2 separate regions of the Mus musculus genome follow, and region 1 is linked to region 2. The links are chromatin contacts, called in public Hi-C maps. All regions are on one chromosome and are shown on one strand. The core of a region is the stretch at or near the end of the contact, and the rest is flanking DNA. Distances in the headings are between cores, read along the strand shown. Region 1 overlaps Cuedc1 (CUE domain containing 1). Region 2 has its middle 20 kb from the start of Dynll2.

Evidence for each region. Hi-C and Micro-C count contacts between places; a contact is called where the count stands out from the background.
Region 1: a Hi-C map of regulatory T cells shows a contact between it and region 2, with 3 times the contacts expected there. The contact joins two enhancer-like sites. A contact is called at or near these places in 1 of 484 Hi-C or Micro-C datasets (regulatory T cells), 4 of 115 datasets of contacts at active chromatin or transcription factors (craniofacial prominence, embryonic stem cells and stem cell-derived neural progenitor cells) and 3 of 9 other capture datasets (adipose tissue, embryonic stem cells and liver).

Annotation. Positions count from the first base shown.
Region 1 is chr11:88,143,883-88,148,194 of GRCm38.p6, forward strand. The region is part of intron 1 of Cuedc1 (CUE domain containing 1); the gene reads left to right. Among named protein-coding and RNA genes, the nearest start is that of Cuedc1, 47 kb to the left of the region's middle. Within about 2 kb of position 1,974, at least 96 of the 459 cell types and tissues checked have an H3K27ac peak or open chromatin away from gene starts, as enhancers often do. A contact at or near this core is called in regulatory T cells, where this site is marked.
Region 2 is chr11:87,964,770-87,969,316 of GRCm38.p6, forward strand. No RefSeq gene overlaps it. Among named protein-coding and RNA genes, the nearest start is that of Dynll2, 20 kb to the right of the region's middle. RefSeq lists an enhancer at 792-1,836. Within about 2 kb of position 1,527, at least 82 of the 459 cell types and tissues checked have an H3K27ac peak or open chromatin away from gene starts, as enhancers often do. A contact at or near this core is called in regulatory T cells, where this site is marked.

The DNA.
Region 1 (4,312 bases), core at 724-3,223, 180 kb after region 2:
GTTTGAACCCCAGCATCACGTAAACCGACTGTCTTACTTAGTACAGACCTCTGATTCGAGCACTTGGAAAGTGGAGGCAGGGGGATCAAAAATCTCAGTGGCATTGTGAGTTCCTGAGATCTCACGGGCTACTTGAGATCCTGCCTCGATTTCCAGCCTCCAGAAAAAAGGGATTTGAAAAAGAAGCCTACTCGGGATGCATGAACAGGCAGACTCGCAGGGTCTCTATCTTCCCTTGTTCCAATATTTAGTATAGTGTCTCTTCAGCCTCAGCCCGAAATCTAGTCCAGCATGAAATATGCAGATTTATTCGTCAGCTGGATTGACTTCCAGGGCTAAGCTGAGACCAGCTGGGGAGAAAAGGTGCTGTCCGAGGACTGTGCATTGACTCAAATGGAGAAGTTCTCAAGGAGGCTGGTTAAATGAGGGTGGTAATGGCTGGGGTGTAGACCACTGAAAGGTGATGATGAGGAGGAGAGGGGGGAGGAGGGGGAGGAGGAAGGAGGAGGAGGATAGAAGTGTACACGTGTGCTTTGCATGGATGGAAGAGGCTCAGTCACTCCCTCCCATTTCCTTCAGTCTCCCTCTCCCTTCCTCTTCTCTGGTCAAAATATAGGACAACATACAGAGTTTTAAACATAGAGTTTAACAGAGAGTTGTTAAAAACCTCTTTATCTTCATTTACTTCTTCTGATCATAGGTTCCTTGGGGTGTGTGTGTGTGTGTGTGTGTGTGTGTGTGTGTGTGTGTGTGTGTATGTGTGATCTTTCTTAAGCACATGCCCCACAGTCATCCTCCTGCCCCAACTTTCCACTTTCTCTTTTCTTCCTATTGCACTGGAAAAGGCAGAGCCATGCCCAGATGCTCCCAGGAGAGGGACAGTGGGGGACTCTTGATGGTCCTAAGACATGACCCCCACACCCGCCTACCTGCCTACCTAAGGCTAGCTGAGTCTCACACTTCCTCCGGGCTTCTGCTTCCCTCTGCCTAGGTGGAAGGTTCCCTAGGAGCCAGCCAAAGTTTTGATCTGAGGAGGCAGGGGTCACCAGCGGTGGAAAGACACAGATGACATCTTTTGGAGATGACTAGCCATAGTCCCCTGTCTGCTCTCATAATTGGGATGGATCACTTGCAGGTAGAGTAAATCGAGGCTTTGTCCAGGAGCTGGACCTGCCTCTGGGTTGCAGGGCTGCCTGATGGCCTGACATATGTGCTGTTCATCATGATAGCCGTTATCCACAGGAATGTCAGTGCAGTGTGAGGACCAGAGTTCTTAGACAATAAATGCTGCGAGGTAGGAATCCCAGAGCTTGGGAGGCAGAGACATGGAATCCCCAGAGTGCGTGTGCTGCCTGGGTAGATGCTGAACCAGCAAGCTGTGGGTGCCATTGAGAGAACTTACTGTAATATGTAAAGTGGAGAGTGTACACAGAAGCACGTGACATCAACCGTGGGCCTCCCCAGGCATGTGCACACATGTGAGCTTACACACACACACACACACACACACACACACACACACACACACACAGGAAAGCGAGCATGGCAGGAAGTGGTTTGTGCACTGAGGAAGTGCAGATATGATCTTATTTAGTTTAAATTTAAATAAAAATGTCTTATTGCCACACATGACTAGTGACTACCTTTTTGTGAAGGAAAGTTCTAGAAGTGGGTTTCTTAGAAGGCCATAGGGTCATGCCAGAAATCTTTCAAACCTGTTTGCCCTCCCCTTATGCACTCTTGCACATGCATGTATACACACGGGGGGCTTGTGCACACGCTCGAGATTACGCACACACAAGAACCAATGCTACCTGGCAACAGGATGCTCTAGATGCCATGTCATTGTATAAAAGTTCACTGTTGAAATCTTATCTCGAGTGAAGCAGAGCTACCATTGACCACAAGTGCCCCCACCTCCACCGGACTTCTTCTTGTCCTTGTGTGACAGAGATAAGCAAGCAGGAAACCATGCTCCAGCAAGTCTGCCTTGGGCAATCCCAGGCCTCAGAGCATGACATCCCATTCAGGCAAGCCCAGGCTCCCTTACACATCCCCTCTAGGAAAGGGGAACCAGCATCCATTTATGATCGGTGACGGGTGCACGTGTGTGCAGCCCAGCCATGAGAGTGCACAGCCCCACTGGCTGTTTGCTGCCATTTCTTATTGAGGATCCAAAGTTCTGGCCTTAAGTAAGAGAGATTTTGATCTTTTGCAAGACACTACCATGTTTTATAGACGTGTGCACGGGGTACAGATGAGCCCGCTTTTGATGGTTCTACCTTGGACTTTCCAAGTTCATGATGGAATGAATGTGTACCCGTGCAGCAGGTCTGTGTCTTACTTTCAGTGTGGCATTCAACACGTTACACGAGCTTGTCAACGATCAGTATAAAGCAGGCTTTGTGTCAGATTTCTGTGCCCAGCTGTAGGCTAACATAAGTATTCAGAGCTCATTCAAGGCATGTAGCGCTATGGTATCTGGAAGGTAGGTGTATGGAATGCGTTTATGACTGATGATATTTCCAGTCCACAGTGGGTTTCTCAGGATGAGGCTCCAGCAGCAAGGAGCATCTGTATTTACCAGATGGGTCTTTTCTCTTAGTTTCCACCCCCACTTTCCCACGCCTAGAGCCTGGAAGCATTCTGCCATCCTTGTCCTCTGAGTGAGTGGTCTGTGCCTACCACGGCAGCCTCTAGCTTGATGCCCCTGGTTCTCTCAGGCTAGGCTGTTGGCCCTTTACTTCCGACACCAGATTCTCCCTCCGTCCAAGGCTCCCAGATACATGCCTCCTTTTCTTGCACACAAACTTGAAATCTCCCAGGATATCACATCCCATCAATTTCAAATGTCCAGGAAGTAACCCTGCATGCACTTCTGTCTCCCCCCAGCCCAGTGGCATGTACGACTCTGCAGGCCATGGGAAGAGTCCTCATCAACAGGAGTGCCATTGTATCCCAGCCTACTCTGCGCAGATGGCGACAGAGCTCCTCTGTGCTAGCCAGGATTTCCTGTGTGCTGATTGCTGTCTGAATGTCCCAAGTAGTGCTCCCTTGTGTGCCTGCTTCCCAGTCCTCTAAAACCTACACCTCATTCTACCCAAGGATACAGGATGCACCTCTCTCTCTCTCTCTCTGTGTGTTTGTGTGTGTGCGCGCAAAATATATATAATATAACTGTCATCATTTAACCTTAAAAATTAAATTATATTGATTCAGTGTGTGTGTGTCCCCAAAAGTGTGTGGAGATCAGAGGACAACTTACGAGTCAGTTGTCTCCTTCTGTTATGTGGATCCTAAGATCAAATTCAAATAGACAGACTTGGCTATTTCCCAAGAATATGTAGTCCCCCCGAAACGTCACTCTGGGCCCTTGGTTGGTTGGTTGGTTGGTTGGTTGGTTGGTTGGTTGGGGCTGAGTTATGTCTCATGTAGCCTAGGCCGGCCTCCAACCTGCCATGCAGCTGAGGATGACCTAGAACCTCTGGCCCTCCTGCACACGTCCTGTGCACTGAGATGACAGGTGTGTATCATTACAGATGGTTTGAACAGTGCTGGGAATAAACCCAGGGCTTCATGCGTGTGGCACACTGAGTTACACCCCCAGCTCCGTAACCATTTTCTAAGGCCCAGCTCTATGGCATTTAGTGCATTCCCTCTGTTGTGCAATCATCACCGCTGTCCATTTATAGAACCTTATCATTATCCAGAGAGCTGTGCACAGTAGATAACTCCCCAGTCCCCGAGACCCGGAAAACCTCTGATCTTGCCTGTTTTGGGTGTCTCATGGGAGACAAACCATATACTGTGTGTCCTTCAGGTCTGGCTTATTTAATTTAACATATTTTCAAGGTTCATTCATATTATAGCATATATCAGAATCTCTCTCTAGTTGAGTAATGTTCCATTGTTGTTGTTGTTGTTGTTGTATGTGTGTGTGTGAGTGTGTGTGCTACCCTTTGCTTATTCATTTGATGGACACTTGAGTTATTTCAGCCTGTAGGCTATTACGGGCAGTGCTTCTATCTATATTGGGGTAATGACCTGTTTGTACTCCAGTTTCAACTCTTTTGTAAGGGTACTTATGAGCAGAATGACCGGACCACATGAGAATTCTGTTTTCCACTTTTTGAGGCTCTAGCAATCATTTTGGCACGCTGAACCTCTTTATATTCCTACTGATACTGCATTTAATATTTTAAAATCTTTTTAAACTATAGAAGTAACAGGAGGAGCCTGGTGTGATGGGGCACATCTGTGATCCCTGCTCTCACGCAGTGGAAGGAGGAGGGAGGATCAGTTCAAGGATCAG
Region 2 (4,547 bases), core at 277-2,776:
CAATGCCACAGTCTCTAGACCTTAACTGGAGACCACAGCATGGATAGACAGTGACAGAGACAAAGCACCTCACAGCTTATCTGAAGGAGGAGCAGGACTCTGCCTTGTGGAGAGCTGGCTGGTGGCTTCCCACTGTCTCTGTCTCCGCTCTCCCTGGGAAGCCGTCTTATAGTTAGTTACTGATGGAGCCCATCTCCCTGAACCAGCTAGACACAAGGCAAAAGGAGGTGCCTTTGAGGATAGGGACCGAAGGGACAGTCTAAAGACACTCATCTCCCAAAGTGCCTGAACTTTCTGCTGTCCAAGGTCATCCTTCGATCTAAGATTTCAGGCCCCCAGATTCCTGAAACTCTCATTTACTTTGTCTTTCTGTTTGTTTTTCTTTGGAGTCTTTTGAGACAGGATCTCCCTGTCTTGGTACGTACGTAGCACTGCTGGCCTGGAACTCACTATGTAGACCAGGCTGCCCTTGACCTCTGCAGGAAAGCTGCAATCCTGGGCTGTGGATCACTTACACTGTCTCTCTGGGCTCCTCACTGGACCCCAGCTGGGCCTGCTTGCTCTAGATGTTTTGAGTCAAACAAAACTACAAAATAGTGATCAGGCAACGCATGGACACTCGAGAGAGGGTGGGAGGGGCCACGATAGATCAGGATTGGAGACAGAGGCAGCTCATTAGCCACACTCAGAAGAGAAAAACAGTGTGGCTTTAATCTCTTGATTAAATTAGGGAGGAAATGGGTCTGGGTGGTGAGAAATCACATGGGGAAGTGGGTTAAGTGAGATGATACAGAGCTGTGTGCCAGGAAATGAGAGAAAGGAAACAGACAGACAGAGACTGAGACAGAGGCAGAGAGAGAGAGAAACTGGGAGGGAGACAGAGAGAGGCCCTGCAGAAGCCCATGGGAAAGAGAGCAGTTTAGTCAAACATGACAAATTCTATATGAGGAGTTGGAGGGGACACCAGGGAGCCATTGAGGCTTCTGGAACTATCCAGGCACAGAGAGGGAGGATTGCCTGACTTATCACCTGAGGCACAGGCTAGCTGGAGACACAGATGATCAGCACCTGGTTCTCTACACAAAATGCCTCCCTTAGAGTGTCCCTGAGCCCCAAAGGCCCTAAGGGGAAGGAACCCCCAGGGACAGGGTCTTGTGTTTGCTTGGAGAGGCTGTGGGAGTGTTAGGAAGAATTCAAAGCTGTGGTAAGCATCCTGCAACGGGGACCACGGTAGGGAATGGTCTATTCCTGGTGCTGAATACATCTACCTGTAGTCAGAACTACACACACTGCACACCAAGTATGTGATACAACGGCTAGAGACGGGGCAGAGGCAGGAAGACCCTAGTTCAAAACCTGGCTCTGCCTCCCATTGTGAGCTCTTAATGTCTGTAAAGTATCAATGACAAGATCTATACCCTGGTTTGCTGCAAGGATTAAAATAATGATAATGTCTATAAAAGATAACTTGGCTGTACATCCCCGCCCCTTCCGGCATCTGTGCAGTCCCGCATGACTATGAGACTCCTCCCATCACAGAGGCTCCTCCCACCACCGTTGGTCTGTTTCTCATCCTGCCCTTGAGGTGGTGGCTTGCACTAGCAAAGAGTAAAATGTTTCTAGAACAGCCTTGAAGAACGATGACAGCTGGCTTCTTAGGAGTGCGTGCTCCTAGAAGCAAGCCCAGGCTGGTCCGCCAGCTGATGAGAGACACGTGGCCCAGTTACCTAGGCCGCTCCAATCAACAGCCAGCAAACTCAGCAGTCTGCAGACTGGTGCCTCCCCAGCAGACCTCCCTCGCCTCAGGCCAACCTCAGAAACAGAGGGAACAGCTGCTGGTGTAAGGTATACGGTAAGATCCCGTTGATAGGTTCAGACTTCCACACAAGATGAAGAGTCGCCAACAGCCTTATCTTCTTGTCGAGCAATCAAAATAACAAGGCAAGAATCTGGGCACTGCGGGGAAGGCTAACGGATGACCACAACTGAGAGACAGGAAAATAAACAATGAGAGTCCCACCGTCCTGCCTAGGTGCGGATGAGGGGCAGCTAAGGAAGCCAAGGATTACTGAGCTCTGGAGAGTTAAACAGAGGCCAGAGGACCAACCAAGGTGGCCAACTGCTGGAGAGCTGAGTGCCACGTAGAGAGCAAGCCCCAGAGGTGTGCAGGGCCTCCGCTCTGGTATTCAACAGGACATTGATCAGTACATGTGTGTAACAAAACTATCTGACGCCCGAGAAAGGCGAGAGAGCCATAGCCACGTATTTCCTGCCTAGAGCCAGAAATAAGAGTGAGGGTGAGTATCCTTCCAAGCCTGCCTAATGAAAGCAAGGCCTGGAAGGACCAGACTGTTACCAGATAAGTGAGTAAGGGGGGACCTGAGTTCACTCCTCAGGATCCACGTTAATAAAAAATGGGACATGGTGACTTGGGTTTGTAACCCCAGCACCAGGCAAACCTCGTCAGGAGAGCTCCAGGCCAGTGAAAGATCTTGTCTCAAAAATCACAGTGGACGGACCGTAGAGATGGCTCAGTGGTTAAGAGCACTGACTGCTCTTCCAGAGGTCCTAAGTTCAATTCCCAGAAACCACATGGTGGCTCACAACCATCTGTGATGGGATCCAATGACCTCTTCTGGTGTATCTGAAGACAACTACAGTGTACTCCTATAAATAAAATAAGTACATCTTTTTAAAAAATCACAGTGGACGTTTCTTGAAGATAACCCCAGAGGTTAACCTCTGACCTCCACATGCACACACATAAAGTAAAAATACAGATGCAGTGCTCAGCAAATAACACATTCAATAAGTTACATTTCCACCCTTGCAAAAGCCTAGACAAAATGGCTTTTCCTAGCTGCACATCCGCTTAAGACTGTGGTTTAAAAGCCAAAACAGAGCGTTCAGGAGAGCATAATTTTCCAGGCTCTGGGAGTGGTTTTTAACACAAGAGTTCTGGTTCCAGCATGGCCTTGCCACCTGCGGCTCAGGTCAACCAAACCTCTCCGGCTCTGTGCTGCAGTATTCCTTCAGACCAGAAGATGGCGCTGCTTCTCCACGGGTATTCAAGTACATTCACGTTTTGAAGCTTGAGGGTTTGAGGGTTTGCATACCCAGGACAATGGTGCTTGCTAGGTAAAGCGAAACACAACGGAGGATGTGACCTCGTTTTCGAGAACCTTACATTGGAGTCATTACGAAATATGAAACTAGAACTTCTCCGGGTAGAAACGTCAGAAAGTGCTAGCTGCTGTAAAAACTTTCCTTCCAAAAGCCTAAGCTACTTTCCACAAGGCACACAGAGACCAAAACATTTTTTTTTTCAGGAGCTGGAGGGATGGCTCAGTGGTCAAGGCTGGCGGAGGATGAGAGTTCAGTTCTCAGCATTCACATAAGGCAATTCACGACCACCTGTAACTCCAGTTCCAATTCGGAAGTTTAGTCCATTATCATCATGACAGGCAGCATGCGGACAGACACGGTGCTGGAGGAGGAGGAGGAGGAGGAGGAGGAGGAGGAGGAGGAGGAGGAGGAGGAGGAGGAGGAGGAGGAGGAGGAGGAGGAGGACGAGGAGGAGGAGGAGGAGGAGGAGGACGAGGAGGAGGAGGAGGAGGAGGAGGTGAGAGGTCTACATCTGGATCCGTAGGCAACGGGAAGAGATGGTGAGCCACTAAGACTGGATGGAGCTTCTGACATCTCAAAGCCCCCCCGCCCCCCCCCGCCTCCCCCGCCCCCCCCCCGCCCCCAAGTAACACACCTCCTCCAGGGAGGCCACGCCTACTCCACCAAGGCCACACCTCTCAATAGTACGAGTCCCTAGGAGCCTCTGGGGCCATTTTCATTCAAACTCCCACACAACTGCAGATGGAAACCTAAACGTTAACCCAAATGTCTAGGGTTCTGTCCAAACGTTACAATTCCTACTTAGAAACCGGGTCTTAAAAGAAGTAGCAGGAAACCGAATCTGGCCCAGGGCAGGTGCTCTCGGGACATTTGCTAAAATGAGTGAAAGTTTCTCCTGCGTGTCACTCCACAACGCAATGGTTTCCATCTCCACTTTACAGGTGAGAAACCCAAGATTGTCCATAGGGGCCTGACTCAAACTTTGAACCTTTCTTTGTTTAAATGTAGGTGTGCTCTGTCTACCTGCCAGAAGAGGGCATCAGATCCCGTTTCAGAAGGTCATGAGCCACCAAGAGGTTGCTGGGAATGAACTCAGGACCTCTAGAAGAACAGCCAGAACGGTTGAGCTCCTGATCCAAACTTTAAACAGCCCAGAGGCAACACCCAGCCAGGCACGACCAGGTGTGATGGGCGTGCCCCTAATCTCAGCTTTTAGGAGATAACAGCCTTGCCCTCAGGTACACAGGTACTAGGAAGTGTTGGCACGTCCAGTGTTCATAACCAGTTGCATAAATAGTAACTAGTATGCATCTATATAACCATGAGGGCACTTTAAGGGAGATAAATGTGGCTTAAGGAATGAGGGTTTTTCACTGAATGTGTGCTGCTTTTACACATATGGTAGAAACGGTGAAAGACCT